Linked DNA regions of Zea mays: regions 1 and 3 are each linked to region 2. A link is a contact called in public Hi-C data. All regions are on one chromosome and are shown on one strand. Each heading gives the region's core, a stretch centred on a gene start, on an enhancer-like site or on the middle of the called end of the contact. The rest is flanking DNA. Distances are from core to core; before and after follow the strand shown.

Evidence for each region. Hi-C and Micro-C count contacts between places; a contact is called where the count stands out from the background.
Region 1: a Hi-C map of leaf shows a contact between it and region 2, with 8 times the contacts expected there. The contact joins two enhancer-like sites. A contact is called at or near these places in 4 of 25 Hi-C or Micro-C datasets (bundle sheath, ear, endosperm and 1 more).
Region 3: a contact with region 2 is called in a Hi-C map of leaf, with 5 times the contacts expected there. The contact joins two enhancer-like sites. A contact is called at or near these places in 2 of 25 Hi-C or Micro-C datasets (bundle sheath and leaf).

The regions. Positions count from the first base shown.
Region 1 is chr5:139,327,053-139,331,049 of Zm-B73-REFERENCE-NAM-5.0, reverse strand. No RefSeq gene overlaps it. Among protein-coding and RNA genes, the nearest start is that of LOC103628489, 50 kb to the right of the region's middle. Within about 2 kb of position 2,564, at least 18 of the 20 cell types and tissues checked have an H3K27ac peak or open chromatin away from gene starts, as enhancers often do. A contact at or near this core is called in bundle sheath, ear and leaf, where this site is marked.
Region 2 is chr5:139,002,407-139,006,486 of Zm-B73-REFERENCE-NAM-5.0, reverse strand. No RefSeq gene overlaps it. Among protein-coding and RNA genes, the nearest start is that of LOC103626938, 69 kb to the right of the region's middle. Within about 2 kb of position 1,721, at least 19 of the 20 cell types and tissues checked have an H3K27ac peak or open chromatin away from gene starts, as enhancers often do. A contact at or near this core is called in bundle sheath, ear and leaf, where this site is marked.
Region 3 is chr5:139,295,353-139,299,801 of Zm-B73-REFERENCE-NAM-5.0, reverse strand. No RefSeq gene overlaps it. Among protein-coding and RNA genes, the nearest start is that of LOC103628489, 19 kb to the right of the region's middle. Within about 2 kb of position 2,136, at least 3 of the 20 cell types and tissues checked have an H3K27ac peak or open chromatin away from gene starts, as enhancers often do. A contact at or near this core is called in bundle sheath and leaf, where this site is marked.

The sequences.
Region 1 (3,997 bases), core at 1,315-3,814, 320 kb before region 2:
TTCTTAGTGGCAAACACCCAGACAGCTGCATGTGTAGGCCTTATCTACTACGTTTAGTATTTCCGCACTTTGATGATATTAATGACTATGCTATGTATTAGACTTTGTTGATGTCTTGGACATCTTATTGTAATAAAAGTATATTTCCGCTATTTACTTTGAGCAATGTGTGATGATGTCCAATTATGTAATCGTTGTGTACGTGAGTTTCTGATTATAGCACGTACATGGTTCGCATTCGGTTTGCCTTCTAAAACTGGGTGTGACATTGGCCAGGGCGTCTAGCTCGTCGCCTCCATTGCATCTCCCTTGGCAGACCGCTCGCTCTGCTCCAGCTCATGTCCATGGACGTCGTGCCGCACCATCATCATCTCCTGTCGCGACCTCGATCCCCGCTGTCGTCGCTTCACCGTGCTCGCTGGCCGTGCACCCCTGCAGCTCCCTGCTCGATAAAATAAGTGAACCGGTGAGCGCCATTGTTTTTGTGAATTTTGAGTTGAATTACTAGCTGTTGATATTGTGTGGTGGTCGCAAGCGCTCGATGTGGAAGAATGGAATTAGATGAAGAAGAAAGCGAGGTTCAGCGCGATGCTCACTAGGTGCTCGATAAATTGCATGAGTCACGGAACCCTCGCCGACTTCGCTGTTCTTGCGATTATCGAGTCAGATTCAGTTATGGTGAGTTATTTTGCTATTCCAGTCAATTAGCTTAATTGGTGGACCGAGTAGAATATTAGTAGGCCTGTGTGATGATGAAATATCTTAATCACTTATAAAGATGTGTTTATATTTACGATTAATTTTTTTTTGATATAGGAACTAAAATTTGAATTACTACTTTCAGTGAAAAGTATATTGGTAGTAATGCGAATGTAGGTTTAACGTTTCAAATTTCTAGCCGAAAGTGCTATCAATAATTATCGTGAGAATTCCTATTGTATGGTGAATTTATGCTTAGTCTTATAATACATTCTATGTGATTGATTTAGGCTAATAATCATGTTCTCGCTGTTAGCAGAGCACCACTAGTTCTTTTGTTAATGCTCAATTATTTAATGAATTTGGTTTGTTTGGTCGAAGTGGTGACGTGGAGGATAGGTTTGAGGTATAAATGATGTGAAGAATATGTTAATAGATTTGTAGGCATGGTGTGATTCGATTAAAAATAATCTATCTGCTAAGTCATAAAATAATGTGATGTTCATGTATTTGGCATGTTATACAAATTAATTTGGGTAAATGGTTTATAAAGTGATTAACAGGCTTCTATCCTTATTATGGGTTGTTGGTACTCAAGAAAAGTGAGTCAAGGTTTGGCAAGTCGTTTGATATTGGGTGCTAGCTAAGGTTGATATAGGACTTGAGCTTGGTTTATTATTTTAATGTTTGTGTTAGATCCAGTTAAGTTGGAAAAACGTTTAGTTATGCTTAGTGATATGTCGACATCCTTTATGAGTGTTGTATTGCATCTCTCCATTAAGTGTTTACTTTCCTATCGTGTAGCATTATTTAGTCTTGTTCTAGTTCTTCTTATGTTCATACATGCACATTATGCATATCATTAGGTATGCTAGTTAATCACGTGATGTGGAGGACAAGAGCCAAGTTGACCTCAATATGGTGCAAGGAGTGGTCTTCTCCGCATGACGATGTCGTCGGTCGGACCAACCTAAAGATGGTTAAATCAAGCAAGTGCTCAGCCGAGGGATAATTGTCAAGCAGACATCTTCTAACAAACACTAACCTAGTATTATTCCAGGCAAGCTCCGGTGCATTTGCCACTTCCTTGATTGATGCATTAGGTGATAGGAGTTGTGTGATCAAACAGTTGATGCATTTACTTCCTTGATTAAACAACCCTAATACCTTTTTTATGAAAATTTAGTGATGCTTAGCCCTGCTTATTATTTTAGGATGGTTTTTAAAAGAGGATGTGTAACACGGGATATGGGAGTTTGTGAAATAAAAGGACTTGTGATGATGAACCCATTAATAAAAAAATCTACTTTGAGAGCTAGGAGGGAGTATTCCAAGATTCAAGTCTTTTATAATAAGAAATTAAATAAAAGACTCGCATATAAGTTAAACCAACCTTTGTTGAATAAGGAATTAGAGACATTCTTCAAAAGAATTAAGTTTAAGAAATACTTTAATAAATAGTATACACTAGAAAATCTCTTTTTAAAATAACCATGAACATATGTTTAAAGGGAATAATTTTTACGTGTGTGCATTGTATACTTAAAATATTTGGATAAAATAAACAAAACTAAACATATGTATTTATGCACATCATGTTAGAGTTTTAATTGCTGGTGCATTTAATCTTGAAAACCTTGAACTTTGAATCAAATTTGATTTTCGAATTTGAAATGGAGATAAAACTGAAAACAGAGAAAAAAAGAAAAGAAACAACTTACCTGCACCCTGGGCCGAATTTCCTCTCCATGGCCCAGTAATACTTCACCGCACAGCCCACAATTCTTGGACACCGACACCCTGCGCCAGAGTCACTGTCGGGGCGGGCCTGCTCCTTAGCCTCCATCACGCTCAGTCTTACGCATTACCCCAGTGTGCAGCTTCACGCGTGATGCCGCCAGGTGGGCCCCACACCATCTCGCCAGCATCTGCTTCTCTCAACAAACTCGCCGCTGCTCGGACTCTGCTCATCAGTCGTTGTTCTCGCCGAGGCATGCAGTGGAACAAATCTCCCCTGCTTGGGTATTTATGCGCGCACCTCGCCTCCCTTGGCCACACCAAAATCCGACCCTGAACCACACCAGTAAAGCACCGTGTTCTTGTCGCAGACGGCAGAGAGAGAAATCGAGGAGAGAGGGATTGGGGGAAACGCCACATGGAAGTGAATTCCGCTCGCCGCTGGGCATCCGCGCATGACCCGAGTCGTGCTCTGCGGGACCCTTGCCCCGGTGCCTGAAGATCTTGCGCCGCCTAGGGCACTTGGTCGGGTTTCGCCGCCGCAGCCGGGGGCGACCGACACTTCTCCCTCCTGGTGCGCTCCCTCTGCGTCATGTGTTGTGCTGTGGTTTTCCGCCGTGGAGTTGTTCCTGGTGGCAGCGGCGTACGCCGAACGCGGCCGCGGGTGATGCCCCACCGGCACGGCCATCAGCGGGCTCCGTCACCAGGTCGCGGTGAGTCCGCCATTTGGGCCGGCTCATCCCCGTCGTTGACCGTCGCACCTGCGCCTGCTGTCGTGGGAGACCGGGGCGAGAGAAGGGAGTTGCCGCCGCCACGGATGAGGCTAGCCGGAGAGTCCTCCTGCTGCGCGCCGAAGCGGAACAACGCCTGGCAACACCGTGATCTTGGTTAAGAAATGTCTTCCTGTCTCCGTGATTCACGCTAGATACTTAGACGCTAGGTGTCGGGCGGGTTATCTCTGGTGGGGCATGTCCATGGCGCCGCCGTGGTCTAGCAACCGTACCTGCTGCCAACACCGGCGTGGGGAAGAAGGATGTGGGGCCGTTGAATTGGTAATGTGCGGCCCAGACTGATTTGAGTCCTTAGACTGTGCGACTCGAGTCGGGTAGCCCGTAACCGTTAATCTGATGATGAACGTTGCGGATTAGGGCACGTGTACTCTGGTGGTGGAGTCGTCCTGGGTCCTTGGATTGTGATCCTGTGCCTGGGATCCAACCTCGGGTATTTTATAATGGTGACCGTTGATCGTTAACCCAATGGCGGATCGGAGCGGGGTCGTGGCGAATGCGTGGCCTTGGATCAGGGATCCAACGGCTCCGAGTGAAGCAGCCGTAAGTACCGAAACGATTTAATCTGGGCCGTTCAGCCATAATCGGGCGGCTCTGATCTGTGCATACCCCTTCGCCCGAGAACGTTTGCTAAAGAGACCCCGAGTGAAATAGAATTTAACCCGCAATCCACCACTGGTATAGACTGAGTCTGGGAAAGTTTTATGGTTTAACCCCGAGTTTCTCTGTAATTCGTGCTCAGACCAGGGAACCAGGAAATTAGCAAAAACAGT
Region 2 (4,080 bases), core at 472-2,971:
AAACTATCCTATCATAGGCTTCTAACTCTCATGGTCAATACCAGGAAGGGAAGATTATCAGGCAACAATAAATAGAAATGAATCCTTCTGATCCTCTACCGGTTGGAATCGAGCAAGTGGTTGCCGCCCAAATGATGGTAATACAACAAATGGCGAACATGGTTACCGAATTGGAAAATCAGATAAGACAAGAACGCGAGGAAATACGCCAGGACCGACTAGAGATACGTCGAGATATAACGCAAGCACAGTTGGAAAGACAACGACAACAACAACCTCCACCACCACCACCAGCTCCACCAAGCTACATAAACATATATATAAAATACTACTATTTGTAAGATCTAAGTGTTACTTATTTAGTAGTTAGTATGATACTGTTTTAGGATGAATAATAAGGTCTAGTTGACCCCATGTGTTGCTAAGAAATTATGCATCATACTGAGATTTTTGTTTGTGCATATGTTCTGAGATGACATAGTTGTACACCCTTGTCTTACAAATCTCGAGGACGAGATTTCTGTTAAGGGGGTAGGATTTGTAAGGCCCAAAATCTGTATAAAAAATAATAATAAAATAAATATATGAAGAAAATAAAATCGCAAATTCAGATATCTCAATTTATACTTGAGTGATATCTCAAATTATACTGAGTTGAAAATTGAGACAGAATTCTGAAAACCAAGAACTATTTTAGAAAGGAAGTAATAGAAAAGTTTCCTATTCAACTAAATGGCTATGCATATCATTAAATGACGCACTATAAGCATTTATTTACATGAATATTAAATATAAATGACTCAAGTCAGGACTAGATTTTCTTTTAAATCTAATACCTAAAATTTAAACTCGGAAAGTAAATAATAGAGAGAATACTCCTTGCTCGAATATTATCTTTAGAGGGTCAACATAAATTAATAAAATAAACTTTGCATCCCATGTTGGAGATTTACTTGTGCATAAATTGAAAATTAAGAGATTAAACTTGGTTTGATATGAATTTGAAACAAGAAGGGAATTTTCAATGAAACCAATTAGTCCTTCTATAAATAAATGACTAGAAGAATAAAATAATAATAATAATAATAATAATAATAATAATAATAATAATAATAATAATAATAATAATAATAATAATATGGTCAACAATGGAGATTATATTCACATTATTATCAATTTTAGCGCTTGGAAATTTAAGGTTTAAAAATAGGAGTTTAAATTGGATTTGGATCTCTAAAATTAAAATAGAAAAGAAAAGAACAAATGGAAAACCTTACCTGGGCCTCAATCGCCAATTCGGCCTAATGCTTCATCCACCACGCGCGGACCACTCCGCCAGCATTCTTGCGCGTGTCACTGGCACTGACAGCCATGGCCCAATGACCAGCCACACACAGACGCTCACGCATAGTGATGGCAATATTACCCGTGGGTTCGGATATCTGAACCGTCGGGTTCGATTTCGGGTACAATATTTTACTCGCGGGTCTTACCCATACCTGACCCGAGGTAACATCGGATCGGGTTTGGATATTGTACTTTACCCGCGGGTACCCGCGGATAACCGAAAATATGTAAATAGGAGCCACCGAGCCAAGTAGCCAATTGTGGCCCAATTGCAGGCCCAACTTATGACCGCTTAGGCTAACCCTAGGCTCTTCAAGTCCCACCCGGTGTCACGGCCGCCAGCAGTACTGCAGTAGGCATCAAGCTGAGCGAGTGAGCGAACGCGCGCTGACCCTGTCGTCCTGCGTCCGGTGTACCTGCCCCAACCACCCAGCCACCACCCACCAGCAGTATGCATCAAGCCGAGGCGCCGAGCGACCCTAGGACCCTACGTCCTTAGCACCTGGCTCCTTGCCCTTGCGTCACTGCACTCCAAGGTAGGAGCCATCCACCAGGCCCGGGCATATCCCAGGCTGCTACTGCCAGCCGCCCAGCGACCGGCGTCCAGGTCCAGCACTCCGGCGTCTAGGTCCAGATCCCAGGCACGACACGTCGCCCGAACACTGGTAGCCAAGCCCCTGTCCGCCCGGCCACCGGTAGCCAAGCACATCGCCGTGAAGCCGTCCTCCAGCGCCATGTCCAAAACTCCAAGAGACCTTTGTTGTTTTGTTGAATTGAATACTTTGAAGTTTGGTTCAAGTGCGGCTTCAAGTGCGGTTGTGTTACTACTATTATTTCTATATAAATATATTTGTCTAAAATATAAAGTCTAAAAGCTATGTACTCATATATTGCTTGCTTATGTAAAAGTAATCAGATTTATTATGTCTTGTTTTTTTGTTCTACCTTGTCATTTATCAACCATATGTTTTTTGTGTGAAGTGTAATTATACCCGTGGGTATCCGATACCCGCCCGATACCCGATGGGTACGGGCACGGGTACAAAATCCGACCCGCGGGTATGAGTAATGCTCGCGGCTATTATTGCGGGCGGATATTTACCATACCCGATCCGAACCCGACCCATTGCCATCTCTACTCACGCATACCGTGTTTCCATGGCATGTGGGCCCTACCCGACGGACACCCACCGCGCGCGATAACGCCTTCTGTTACGTGGCGCCCTTTTCGTTAGTTGCCTAGGTGTCCGCGTGTGGCCGATTCCCTGCGCTCGCAGTCACTGTGAGGCGGGTCCCGTGTGTCAGCGCTATTCCTTCTTCTTCGCAACGACTGGCGCAGACGCCGCCGCTAATGCCGGGTTCGTGGGCGACCTCCCGCTGATCCCAGACCCGGTCTCCTGGGTATAAATAGGACTTCCTCGTGACCCATTTCGGCACTCACGCTCAGCTGAGAGATCCCGTCGTGTTCGCTAGAGGGGGGGGGGGGGGGGGGGGGGGGGGAGAATGTGGGAGAGAGGGAATTTGGAGGCCCGCCGCCGCCGTGGGACTTCATCACGCCGCTTCCGTCGACCTCCACGTTGCACTGTCGTACGGGCGAGTAAGGGTAGTGCTAGGGCTTCAGCATCGAGTAAGGGGTCCGCGCGGAATTGCTCGCCAGGATTCTCCTCTGCCGCGTCCGCGTGGACAGCGCTGCGCTCACCTACTCCTCTGGTAACTTTCGCCGCCCCTGACTCTGCCTTAATCAATACATTGTGATGCGCTAGTCGGTTCGAGCTTGGGTGGATGGAGTCGAGGGGTATGGGATCGCCGGCAATGGCCACCGCCGCGAGCTGGTTTGTGCCGTCACGTCCGGGTCCGATTGGGGAGAAGAGTGCCCAACCGTTTGATCGGGTTTTGAGATTGGGATTTAATCTAGGTGCTGGTTGGTGCGGTTGATATCAGCATCGTTGGTTATAGAGCAAACGACCAGGATTGAAAACACATACCCTTTCGCGAGATTTGATTCGTGGCCGTAGGTTGGAGATCCAAAGGCTAGAGCGGTTTTAGTTAGGGGAGCGATTCTGGACCGTTGATCCTCGATCCTGTGGTCGTTTTTGCGCGCTAGCTCGGGGGAATCACGATCTAATCAGGCGCGTCGGAATTTGATCGGACGGTAGATAATGTGCTCATCATTATCTACCAAAATATAATTTATGGTAAATTTATAACTTAGATTAAAGTTGAGATAATTATTTATAGAATAACCACTAATATGATTTACACTAACCAATTTATAATATAGTTTAATATTTTAATCACATAGATCCTCTATAGAATCATAACTCCTTGACCATGACTCCGATCTTAGCAGTTCTCGATCCCACGATCTCGTAGCAACGCGTAGATTATTATTCTGTTTGTACTTATATTTGGTGTGATGTTAATTTTTTCTATACCATGTTTGTTTGTGTTGCTACGACTAGCAGTGAGGTTTCGAGGATCTAAAGAATCACCCTGGTACCTGGAATTCTCAAGTGCTAGACAAGTTGTGCCCTTGACCACTTTTATTACCCAATAATGTTATTTAATATAACTTATTCATGCATAGGTTTAAATTTGATGGAACCCAATAGGTCACCCTAGTCTGTTTATCCTTTTTACCTTGTTTACCCCTGAATCATTTGGGTAGTTTTGCTATTGCTTTATATGGTTTTGGGTTAATATTTCATTATATCCATGTTCCAATTATTTTGT
Region 3 (4,449 bases), core at 887-3,386, 290 kb before region 2:
CTACACCGACGCCGACTAGGCTGGCTGCCCCAACACACGCCGCTCCACCTTCGGCTATGCCGTATTTCTGGGCGCTAGCCTCGTCTCTTGGGCCGCCAAGCGTCAACCCGTCGTCTCCCGCTCCAGCGCCGAGGCCGAGTACCGCGCTGTGGCTAACGACGTGCTCGAGGCATCTTGGATGCGCCAACTCCTCCACGAGCTCTACAGCCTCCACGAGCTCTACAGCGCCCCTTCAGCGCGCCACCCTTGTCTACTGCGACAACGTCAGCGCTGTCTACCTCTCCACCACCCCCTACAACATCAGCGCACGAAGCATGTGGAGATCGATCTCATAGACTTTCGATCCAGTCTTAACGTCTGTCCACGATAGAGTTGTGACTGTGGTGGGTGTTAGAACTGTATTTAGGGTTTACCCTCTTGTTCCTCTATAATGGACCTAGGTGCAACTATTCTTAATATAAATATACATCTCTCCACCCCTGCTTGGGTTAGGTTTTTTCCGACATTCAATACTGCGGACACGCTGCGGTATTTGAAGAGCAAAGCAAAATCTTCTCAGTGGCCGTGGGGCCCAAATATTTTTAGGCGTCACTCCACCCTATGCAAGAAACAACACCTTTGCTGGCCTCCGCATTCTCCGGGGTGCTGACGAAATTATACATGCTCCTAGACTACACTAGGTAAGAACCACGTCGCCGCCGAGCATGGTCCCGGCTCGGTTACAGCGTGCTCAAACAATACCTCCCGGTCTTCCATGGAGTACACACCCCAGGTCTTGCCGGCGTCCCTGTTGCACAGGGAGCAGTACCATTTGTTGCCGACGAAGTAGATGCAGTTGCTCCTGCATCCCGCCGTCTCCGAGGAGCGCACGGCGAACGACGATCCGTGGCTCACGAACAGCGCCCGCCGGTCGCCTGGCAACTTCTTCACCCTTGCCCACCGTCTGTCCTTCAAGTCTAGCCGGTACACCTCGAAGCCAAGGATGGCGGGGAACACAGCAGCGTCGTGATTGCAGAACGTTGTCGCGCCGCCGGCACGTCCGACTTCGTCCTTGGACGCAAGCACTGGCCGAACGAAGAGGACCTCCCCGTCGGACTCGAGCAGGTGGCCCTTCGTGGCGGGGCTGAGGACCGCCATGGCGTGGTCACCGTCGAACAGGCTCGCCACCGGGAGCTTCTCCACGCGAAGCGGCGGTGGTGCACCGACGTCGATCACGAACACGTGCCCGTCGTCGTCCAGCATGTAGAAGCAGCCGCAACAGACGGCCGCCCATGCGATGTTGACGATCCCGTGCGTGGCCGCCGCCGGTACCGTCCACCTGGACCACTCCTCGCCGCCGTCGTCGCCAGCCCGCCGCCAGAGTGTGAGCTCATCGGTGCCCACGGAGATGAAGGAGTCACCGCCGGCGGCTGCTGCCAGAACTAGACTCCGACGTGGCTCCTCCACTTGGACGCTCTGCCGCGCGCCCGTGATCGGGTTGATAAGGACCAAGTGCTTGCTCCACCAATTCGCGAAGGCCAGATGACCACTGGGCATGGCGCCGATGCACGCCAGGCCATTCGTGTCTGCCAAGAGCACGCGGTTCGGGATCGCCGCCGGCGCCAGGCGCGCTCCGCCGACGTCGTCCCCGCAGCCTATCGGGACGGGAACGACGCGGCCGCGACGATCTGACTTGTTGTCAGCCGGCAGGTACACGAACAGGTGGGGAACGGGCCGTGCCAGCTGCTCGGAGACGGTGGCCGCCCAGGACTTGCAGACGGTGGCGAGGCGAGCCGCCGCGAGCGGGTTGATGCAGCAAAGGATCTTCTCGGTAAGGTGGAGAGGAAGCTCCACAGCTGGTCCACGGGCCACGTCTCCTACCTCGCTGCTGCTGGCGTGATCAGCGTCCGTGCTTGGGGTGGCGCCGACCTCATCTTTCGTCGGCGCCATCGTTAGAGGTGAAGCCAGAATAAATGGCCACCGGGTGCGTAAAGGAGTAATTTATAGGTTGCCATAATATAAACCAAATATATAGCATCGAATTTATAAATAAGAACTTTATATTGTGATAAAATGGAGTTTGACAACAGCAGATACCTACTACACTTTGCATATGTGGCTATATACGATCCTCCGTCTTATGGAAGCAAAAATATCACATCGTCAATCGGAGTTAGTGGCTAGAAAACCTTTTTATAAAAGCATTAAAGCATATGTAGATAAACCCATCTGCAACTGCAATACGATTTCTAGTATTGTTTTCATAATTTTCTTGGCTGAAAATCATCTCTCCGCCAATGCGCAATGGCGATAGAAAGAACGAGTATTAGCTTGAGAAGCTGATAGACCAAACAAAAAGGCAAATATTTTTTTGCCGGACCATCAACTTAGCAAGCTCAAAAATAATATTCAAATTGGCTAATCTTTTATCGCGGTTAATGAATTAGAACTCTGGAGTGGAAACCCTATAGCTAGTCCTGCTCAAAGATCATGCCATTGCGATTGCGAGAATATTCAATTATTCATACTAGTTGCAACGGGAGAAAAAGGTATTATCTAATATTTATAGGAAACAAAGATCAGAATGATACATAGCTATTACCTTTTCTATAAAATTTAAAAGTTATCATTTATTTCATGATGACTATGACATCTATATTATAAAGTTAGTATTTAATTTGCAATAATATGACAATTTCCTATTAAGACGTTGTCTAATTAAAATACAAGCATGTGATAGACTTTTTTCTCTTGCTGTAAAACATAAAAGTATTTACTTCTAAATATATCATAACTTCAATTCATTGGTTGAGTTAAATTGAGACTTTCTAAAATACAATTCTCACACCTGATTAAAATCAGCAAGGAGTTGCCGGTGTATATTAAGGGTCTGTTTGGTTCAACTGTAGGTTTATGAAAATCTGATTCTAGTTGTGAGGTGTAAGAAAGCTATTGTGAACTGACAGTTATGTAAATGCTGAAATCTATTTGGTTGAAATAATTGTCAATTATAGATTCTAAAAAAGGGGTAGATAGTTTAGTAACATGGACGACATGAATCTAGAAAAATCTGGGGTAGGAGATGATTCTGAATTAAACTAGAGAAATCTGTAGGTTTTTAAGAATCTATTATGCTATGCTTGTTTGGGATTCCATATTTTTATAGTGAATCTGGTTCAGAGAGATGAACCAAATACACCATGATTGGTTAATCCGCTAATTATTACAACAGAGACCTTTCTTGATTTTCTGATATAGTCTTCATTAGAGATTACACAGGTAAGTTCACATAGGCTGGAGACACATTTATGTACAAGTTTAATCATTACAACCATATGTTGAATCGGTTCACATAGGCTAGAGCTGGCGAGGTTGTGTGAGGAGATGATACATCAAAAGGAAAAATTTATGGCTTGCATGCAACATCAATGAGCAATGTTTCAAGTAAGTATAACTGATGCAAACTCTAAATCCATATATTCAAAAACAACATCTACAATAGTAACATATTTGTTTAATACTCAACAATACAGCAACAGAGCGTGAACATTACATTCACAGATTTTCCACCACCACCACTGTCACCGCATGTTGGGTACTTGTTCTCAAATGGTTCGAATTAAGAACAACGCAACATAAAATGTTAAATGTTAATGCCCTTCGTCCATTGAAGCATTATCTCCCTAAGGGTATAATGATCTTGGGACGAAGGTCATGAGCGAAGGTCACGAAGGTCATACCTTCGTGATTAAAGTTATGAAATAATGAAAGATAAAATATATAAAATATGAAACATGAAAGAATAATATGACAAAACACTTAAACTTATTCACATATTTTATCATATAAACTTAAATATTAAAACATAACATTTAATCACATTTATACCTTCGTCTTAACAGAAGGCAATAATCCGAGTGTCGCGTGCAAGCGATTACAAGATTGCATGAACAGTACGGGGGTACTGTTCATCTATTTATAGGCACAGGACACAGCCTGTGAGAAATTACATTCATGCCCTTTACAAATGCTTACAATCATAATACAAGCTATCACGGGTCGATCGGTCATTTCATCTTTAAGTCGGTTCACTCCTTCGTCTTGAGACATGTCACTATGCCGAAGCTTTATGGGTGATAGCTTCGGCACTGCTTTTGAGAGGATCTGCCAAAGGTGTTTCTTCTTACAGGATCTTCGGCGACGAAGCATACCCCCAACAGTAGCCCCTTCGCGATGCTAGATCGTTTTTTGTAACGAGCTTGATCCGTCAAAAAGTCTCCTAGGCTTCGGAGAGCCGAATATCCGAAAAACACCTTCCCTGAGCTCGTTGCCGAGAAACGATCACAAAATTTTGAGCACGAGATGGTCCCACCATGCAGCGGGTAAACGCGTCTTGGCGATTCACCTTCTCGGGTTCTGTGGCCCACCACTCAGTGAGTGCGGGCGACTATTCGTCCGGTGCGGAAGACT